2 separate regions of the Mus musculus genome follow, and region 2 is linked to region 1. The links are chromatin contacts, called in public HiChIP or PLAC-seq maps. All regions are on one chromosome and are shown on one strand. The core of a region is the stretch at or near the end of the contact, and the rest is flanking DNA. Distances in the headings are between cores, read along the strand shown.

What was found. HiChIP or PLAC-seq counts read pairs in DNA pulled down with a chosen protein or histone mark.
Region 2: an H3K27ac HiChIP or PLAC-seq map of embryonic stem cells shows a contact between it and region 1, with 8 read pairs. The contact joins the promoter of Pdpr here to the enhancer-like site in region 1. A contact is called at or near these places in 7 of 39 promoter capture datasets (the C10 cell line, hematopoietic stem and progenitor cells, hippocampal neurons and 3 more), 1 of 15 datasets of contacts at CTCF or cohesin (large pre-B cells), 4 of 484 Hi-C or Micro-C datasets (the G1E-ER4 cell line, cardiomyocytes and embryonic stem cells), 8 of 115 datasets of contacts at active chromatin or transcription factors (bone marrow-derived macrophages, embryonic stem cells, extraembryonic endoderm stem cells and 1 more) and 3 of 9 other capture datasets (adipose tissue, liver and pancreatic islet).

The regions. Positions count from the first base shown.
Region 1 is chr8:110,968,678-110,971,595 of GRCm38.p6, reverse strand. St3gal2 (ST3 beta-galactoside alpha-2,3-sialyltransferase 2) reads right to left here. Exons shown (of 7, transcript NM_009179.3): 5 at 2,363-2,408; 6 at 1,933-2,052; 7 at 1-1,494. The coding sequence ends at 1,321. Among named protein-coding and RNA genes, the nearest start is that of Gm51551, 19 kb to the left of the region's middle. Within about 2 kb of position 1,270, at least 300 of the 459 cell types and tissues checked have an H3K27ac peak or open chromatin away from gene starts, as enhancers often do. A contact at or near this core is called in adipose tissue, bone marrow-derived macrophages, embryonic stem cells and 7 more, where this site is marked.
Region 2 is chr8:111,093,303-111,096,002 of GRCm38.p6, reverse strand. It overlaps Pdpr (pyruvate dehydrogenase phosphatase regulatory subunit), which reads right to left and starts at 1,258. Exons shown (of 18, transcript NM_198308.1): 1 at 1,177-1,258.

The sequences.
Region 1 (2,918 bases), core at 21-2,520:
GAGGTTCTGCTATACGCCCCTCCCTTTTTTTTTTTCCTCCACCCGTGCTTTTGAAACTGGGAAGGAACAGACTCGAGCAAAGTTCTCCATGTATTAGTTTTTAGGGTTGTTGCCTCATCCCAAACCTCTTAACACTCTCCCTTATGTGTGACTGTCCCCCAACCAGGCTGCTTGGTAATGTGAACTCATTAAGAATGGGAAATATTTATGTGGACGCTGCAGCAGGGACGTGTTTTCTGCGGCCTGAGACATTCACTGAAGCCCTTTCTCCCAGTGAACCTCAACTGTGACCAAGTCATGCAAGTAGCTTCCAGTTGTAACCCCTGATTCTTGACTGAGCGGCCCTTCTGGAGCTGGAGAGTAGGTTAGAACAGGCGAGTAAGCAGGGTAAAGGTGCGGACAGGAGGAGGCATGCAGGGCAGCCACCAATCCGCTCCTCCCCAGCAAAGCTCCGAGCCATCTGCGCGAGGCCCCGCAAACAATTGTCAAGCAATCTTGGTTGGATCGCCATCCCTGGCAGCTTGAGGGTAACTAAAGCATGAGTCCAAAGCAAATCCTACCCCCAAGCAAGAGGCTGCCTGCTCCTCTTTGGGGTGACAATGAAAGAAAACGGTACATGCTCAGGGATCTCCTTTCCAGCCAACTGTCCAACCGTGTTGCTCTCTCGCGCCTTAGGGCTAAAGACACGGGTCACGTGTGGGAGAGCAAAAGCAGCCGAGTCAGGGTGGTCTCACTTTGTCTCCGAATCAACAGGTGAGCTGGAGAGGAGGCCCAGGACCTAAGGACAGACGCTGAGAAGGTGGTAGGAGACAGGAGTGAGGGCACATGTGAGAGAAGCACCTTGCATGTGACCCGGTGAAGCTTCCTACCCGTTCCTGACACTAGTGAGGCCCTAGGGAGATCAACCCAACAGGGGGTGAATTCAACCCCCTACTACCTGGTGCGCCACGGAAAGCCCTGGAGAGTGTCTCACCGGAACCACATTTCTTTGGATGGCTTCACTCACCCACCCGGCCTAAGCTGGAAATGAGCAGTTCAAGGCGCTCCTGCCCAGCCCCAGACCCGCCTCTTAAAAAGCATCAAAATTCTTATCCAAAGCAGGTTTAGGGGAGGGGGTCGAGGCCCGCCGCCTCCCAAGGCCATGATTGGTGGAGACGGCGGCGCCGGAAATTCTCCTTGAGTTGCGTGATTGGCTAAGAAAGAAGCTCCTCCCAACTGCAGCACTGATTGGTTGCTGGGGACGGCGCAGTCTGATTGGTGGGCTGCAACCGGCGCTTGCCGGACCCAGAAGTGACTGGTTCTGAAGGCGCTCAGGGCCGCTCAGTTCCCTCGGTAGACCTCGATCTTGCTGGCCTTGGCCAGCATGTCGATGATGTGGGCTTCGAAGTCGGCGTCATGCACGCCTGTCTTCCGGAACTCGCCCGCGTACCGGTTGTTCTCCCAGTAGTGGTGCCAGTTGCCTCGACTGTCGGCCCCGAACCCATACACGTTCACCTGTGAGGAGGGTGGCACAGGGGTCACTGGGAGTCGGGGGCGTGGTTGGGGACACCCAGGCCTGACATAAGGGCACTGACTCAGAGGGGACTTCTGTCTCTTTCTCATTTGTGTTTCGCTTTTTCACGACTGGGTCTTATGTAGCCCAGGTTGGCCTCAAACGCTGCTCCTGTCTCAAACTCTCCGTATCTGATTACAGGTGCCACCATGACCCTGCTAAAAATGTGCCTTTTAAATGAAGTAGTTTTGTTAGTAAATCTTAAAAGGTAATGACGATGGGAAATGCAAAAATATTGTTTATAGGAATAACAGATATGAAAAAACATGGTTTCTGTTTACAAAAACTACTTCCCGGGAACCACAGCTAAGATGGGGAAAGGGCTGTTTCCTCTGTTTATGGTTCTCCTAATTCTGCTCTAGACAACACCGACTGCCTACCTCATCACACACATGTAGTGCAAAGAAGAGCACCAGCATTCCTGTGGAAGGGTAGCGCCCGTGGTGCTCGGTCCACCTGTCGTGAATGTACTTGAAGAAGGCTGGGTTGTAAATCTGGACCTGCAAGGAGAGAAAGGTACATGAAGGGCTTGGAGGTCTGGAGATTTGGGCCAGGCTCTGAACAGCTTCTAGCAGTTCCTCGGGAATGCAGCACATGGGTATTCCTAGGTTCTTGTGTTCATTGTAGGGGTCAGGCATACCAGCAGATGCAGATCCCACACCTGCCCCCTCCCCCTGCACCCCCAGGACAGGATTTCTCTTGGGTAGCTCTGGCCATCCTAAAACTCACTCACTCTCTTGGCATCGCTTGAATAAGCCAGCATAATTTCCATGGTGGTGAGAGTCAAAAGACAGGGGGTAGAGAACTTACCTTCTCTTTGTCCACTCGAAGGAAGGACTTCACTGGGGCATAGGTGCTGCAAGAAAACAGGAAAAAAAACCTTTCAGATGGCAACACATTTGCTCCTGATGACCAAATAGTGACACCCTCACAATTTCTAGACTGACCTATTCCCGTTGCATGTTCGCCACTGCAGGGCCATGATAAAAACCTTCAGTGGCTTTCGGGATAAAATTGGGATCCTCTAGTCAAGCCTAGGAACTTGCAGTTTCACCCTTTCTCCCCTAAGCTCTCTGTTGGGAAACTCAGCATTTGGAATAGCTGATCTCAAACTCGCCGTGTGTGTGTGTGTGTGTGTGTGTGTGTGTGTGTGTGTGTGTGTGCCTACTTTTTATGTCAACCTGACGCAAGCTAGCGGCATCTGAGAGGGGAGAACCTCAATTAAGAAGATGCCTCCATAAGATCTAGCTGTGAGGCATTTTCTTAATTAGTGACTGATAGGAGGGTCCAGTCCATTGTAGGTGGAGCCACCCCTAGGCCGGTGGCTCTGGCTTCTATAAGAAAGTAGACTGAGCAAGGCATAAGG
Region 2 (2,700 bases), core at 9-2,508, 120 kb before region 1:
AGTAAGAGTAACTTCTAAACAGCCTTAAGACCCAGACTGATTGTGCTCGGATCCTACACCAACAAGCTCAATCCTGGAGCAGTGCTCACACCTGAAATTCCCACCACACTGGATACTGAAACAGGAGAAATGCCCAGGTTCCAGGTGAGCTGGGGCCACAGAGCAAGACTCTGTCTTTAAAAGGCAGTCACAGGGACAGTTCTAACAACTCCTGAATGCTTCCTCTGGTAACAGCATGAGCCACAGGTCACAAAGAATGAAGGCTGAATGTACATTGACGCATCTCCCACACATAACTCGGAGGAATCACCAGGGCAAGTTTACAAGCAACAGAATGACCCTCTGAACAGTTTGATCATGCAAGTTCAGGATGCTGTAATTTTCAACAAATGCACCGTTGGCTGAGAGAATTTAAGAAAAATTATACACGTCCCTGACGCCAAAAAGAGGACCCTTGGGCCGGACGTGGTGGCGCACGCCTTTAATCCCAGCACTTGGGAGGCAGAGGCAGGTGGATTTCTGAGTTCGAGGCCAGCTTGGTCTACACAGTGAGTTCCAGGACAGCCAGGGCTATACAGAGAAACCCTGTCTCGAAAAACCAAAAAAAAAAAAAAAAAAAAAAAAAAGAGGATCCTTAAAGGACGTCTTTATAACTAGACCCTCTACCACATCATCATCCCTACAAATCAAGATTGCATAAATGTTCGAAGTAGGCTTGGAGACCGTGGACTCGCACCTCGGGATCACACACAACTGTCACCCCAAGTCACCCACTGGAAACCCCACGGCCCTGACTAGGTCTCTGACAGGAGTCGGTGAAGCACAGCCGAGCCGCACATTACAAGGTGGGAAACCATTCCACCTGCAGAGACGCGGGGCCACCTCTGGCCGTGACAGCAGTGCGCGCGCGCCCGCCCGAGCCGCAGCCCGCCCCGAGGCCCGGTCCGCCGCCCTGGGAGAGCCGGCGCGCAGTCCCGGGACGGCGGGCGCGGCTCCCCGAGGCCCGCGCAGCTCCACTGGCTCAATCCCGGCGCCCGACCGGTGGCACCGCCTCAGAGACCCGGAGGGACGGCCGGGAGCCGGAGCCCAAAGCTCGGACGCCAGGGGCGTGCGGGGCGCAAGAGTTCGCGGGACCAGAAGGCCGCCCGGACCCGCGGGTCCTAGCCGGCTTCCTACCTCACGGGCCCGCGACTCGCGGGCAGCGCGCTCAGCAACGCCCGGCGGAAGTGAAGGGCAGCCCAGCCGCTGAAGAGGGTCTGCGCCGGCCGGAAAGGGGGCCAGGGCATGGGGACGGGGCGGGACGCGGAGCGCAGAGTTCCGGGACCGCGGGGGGCCTGCGACCTTCCGCGCTTTACGGCCCGCGGCAAGGGTAAGGCGGGCGCGCGCGCCGACGCGCCGTGACGTCACCGCGGCGGACCGGCCCGCACGTGCGCTTGTTTGGGTCTCGCCAGGCCCCGCCCCTCCCGCGCCACCTCCGCCTCCGCCTCCGCCTCCGCCTGGTTGACGACGAGTGTGCGGGGACCTGCCAACGTCCTCCGTCCCCGCTCCGGGTCTCCCGCCGGCCTCGGTGTGTGGGCAGTTCGGGTGATCGTCTGCCGCCAGGCCTGAGCTCCGATCCTGCGCGAGGGGTCCGCAGCCCAGAACCACATCTCTCTGCCCGTGGTCACCGTTGTCCGTCCCTGCACGTCGCTTAAGGCCTTTCAGTGCTTGGCTTGGGCAGAAGTTGTACTGTGGGCCTGGCCGCACCTTGGAGGCCGAATCAGCTGACCTTATTTCCCATCTTACTCCTTGCGGCTGCCCAGAGGGAAAGCATTGTTCACTGGAGCCTCAGAAACATCTTCTGCCTTCCATCCCCCCACCCCCGCCCCCAACTCTCAGCCACATCCCCTAGTTTCTTTCACAGCACTCGTTACTAGATTAAATATATGTGTCTCTACACTGGTGTAGACGTGGCCCTCAGATATCTTGAGGACCTAACCTTACTCAGGTGCAGCTTCTCAACACCTTCACCCCGCGCCTGGCGCACACCATCCAATCATCCTTCGCACAAGCAGCAAGCGAAATGGTGTGCTTTAGTTTAGCCTATCTTGTCTTATGAGCTAGTCTTGAACATTATTGCTAGGCTGTGTACCTTGGTGCTGTCTTGAGCGCTCTGACTAGGAACAAGAAGGCTTCAAGAATCTCCTTTTCATGATGTCATTCATTCCCCAGCTTGCTTAGTTTATACCCAACTCACTAGCCATGAATTTCTCCAAGACTGCCCAGATGAGAACTGACAGTAAGACTCAACTCTACCCGGTTCCTTTTTTTTTTTTTTTTTTTTAGTTTATTTGTTTTATTTAAGTTTATTTGTAGCTGGGCAGTGGTGGCACACGCCATTAAACCCAGCACTTGAAAGGCAAAGGAAGATGGATTTCTGAGTTCGAGGCCAGCCTATTCTACAGAGTGAGTTCCAGGACAGCCAGGGCCACACAGAGAAACCCTGTCTCAAAAAAACAAAACAAAAACAACCAAAAAAAAGTCTATTTGTTTTATTTATTTATTTATTTATTTATGTGTATGTTTTTATAGGCAAAGTCTCAGTCTAGGCTGGATTCAAATAGGTACAGAGGATGACTTAGCTCCTGGTCCTCCTGCCTCCACCTCCCAAGTGGCTTGCTTCACCACACATTCAGTTGCCCTTGTTCTCCTGAAACATTA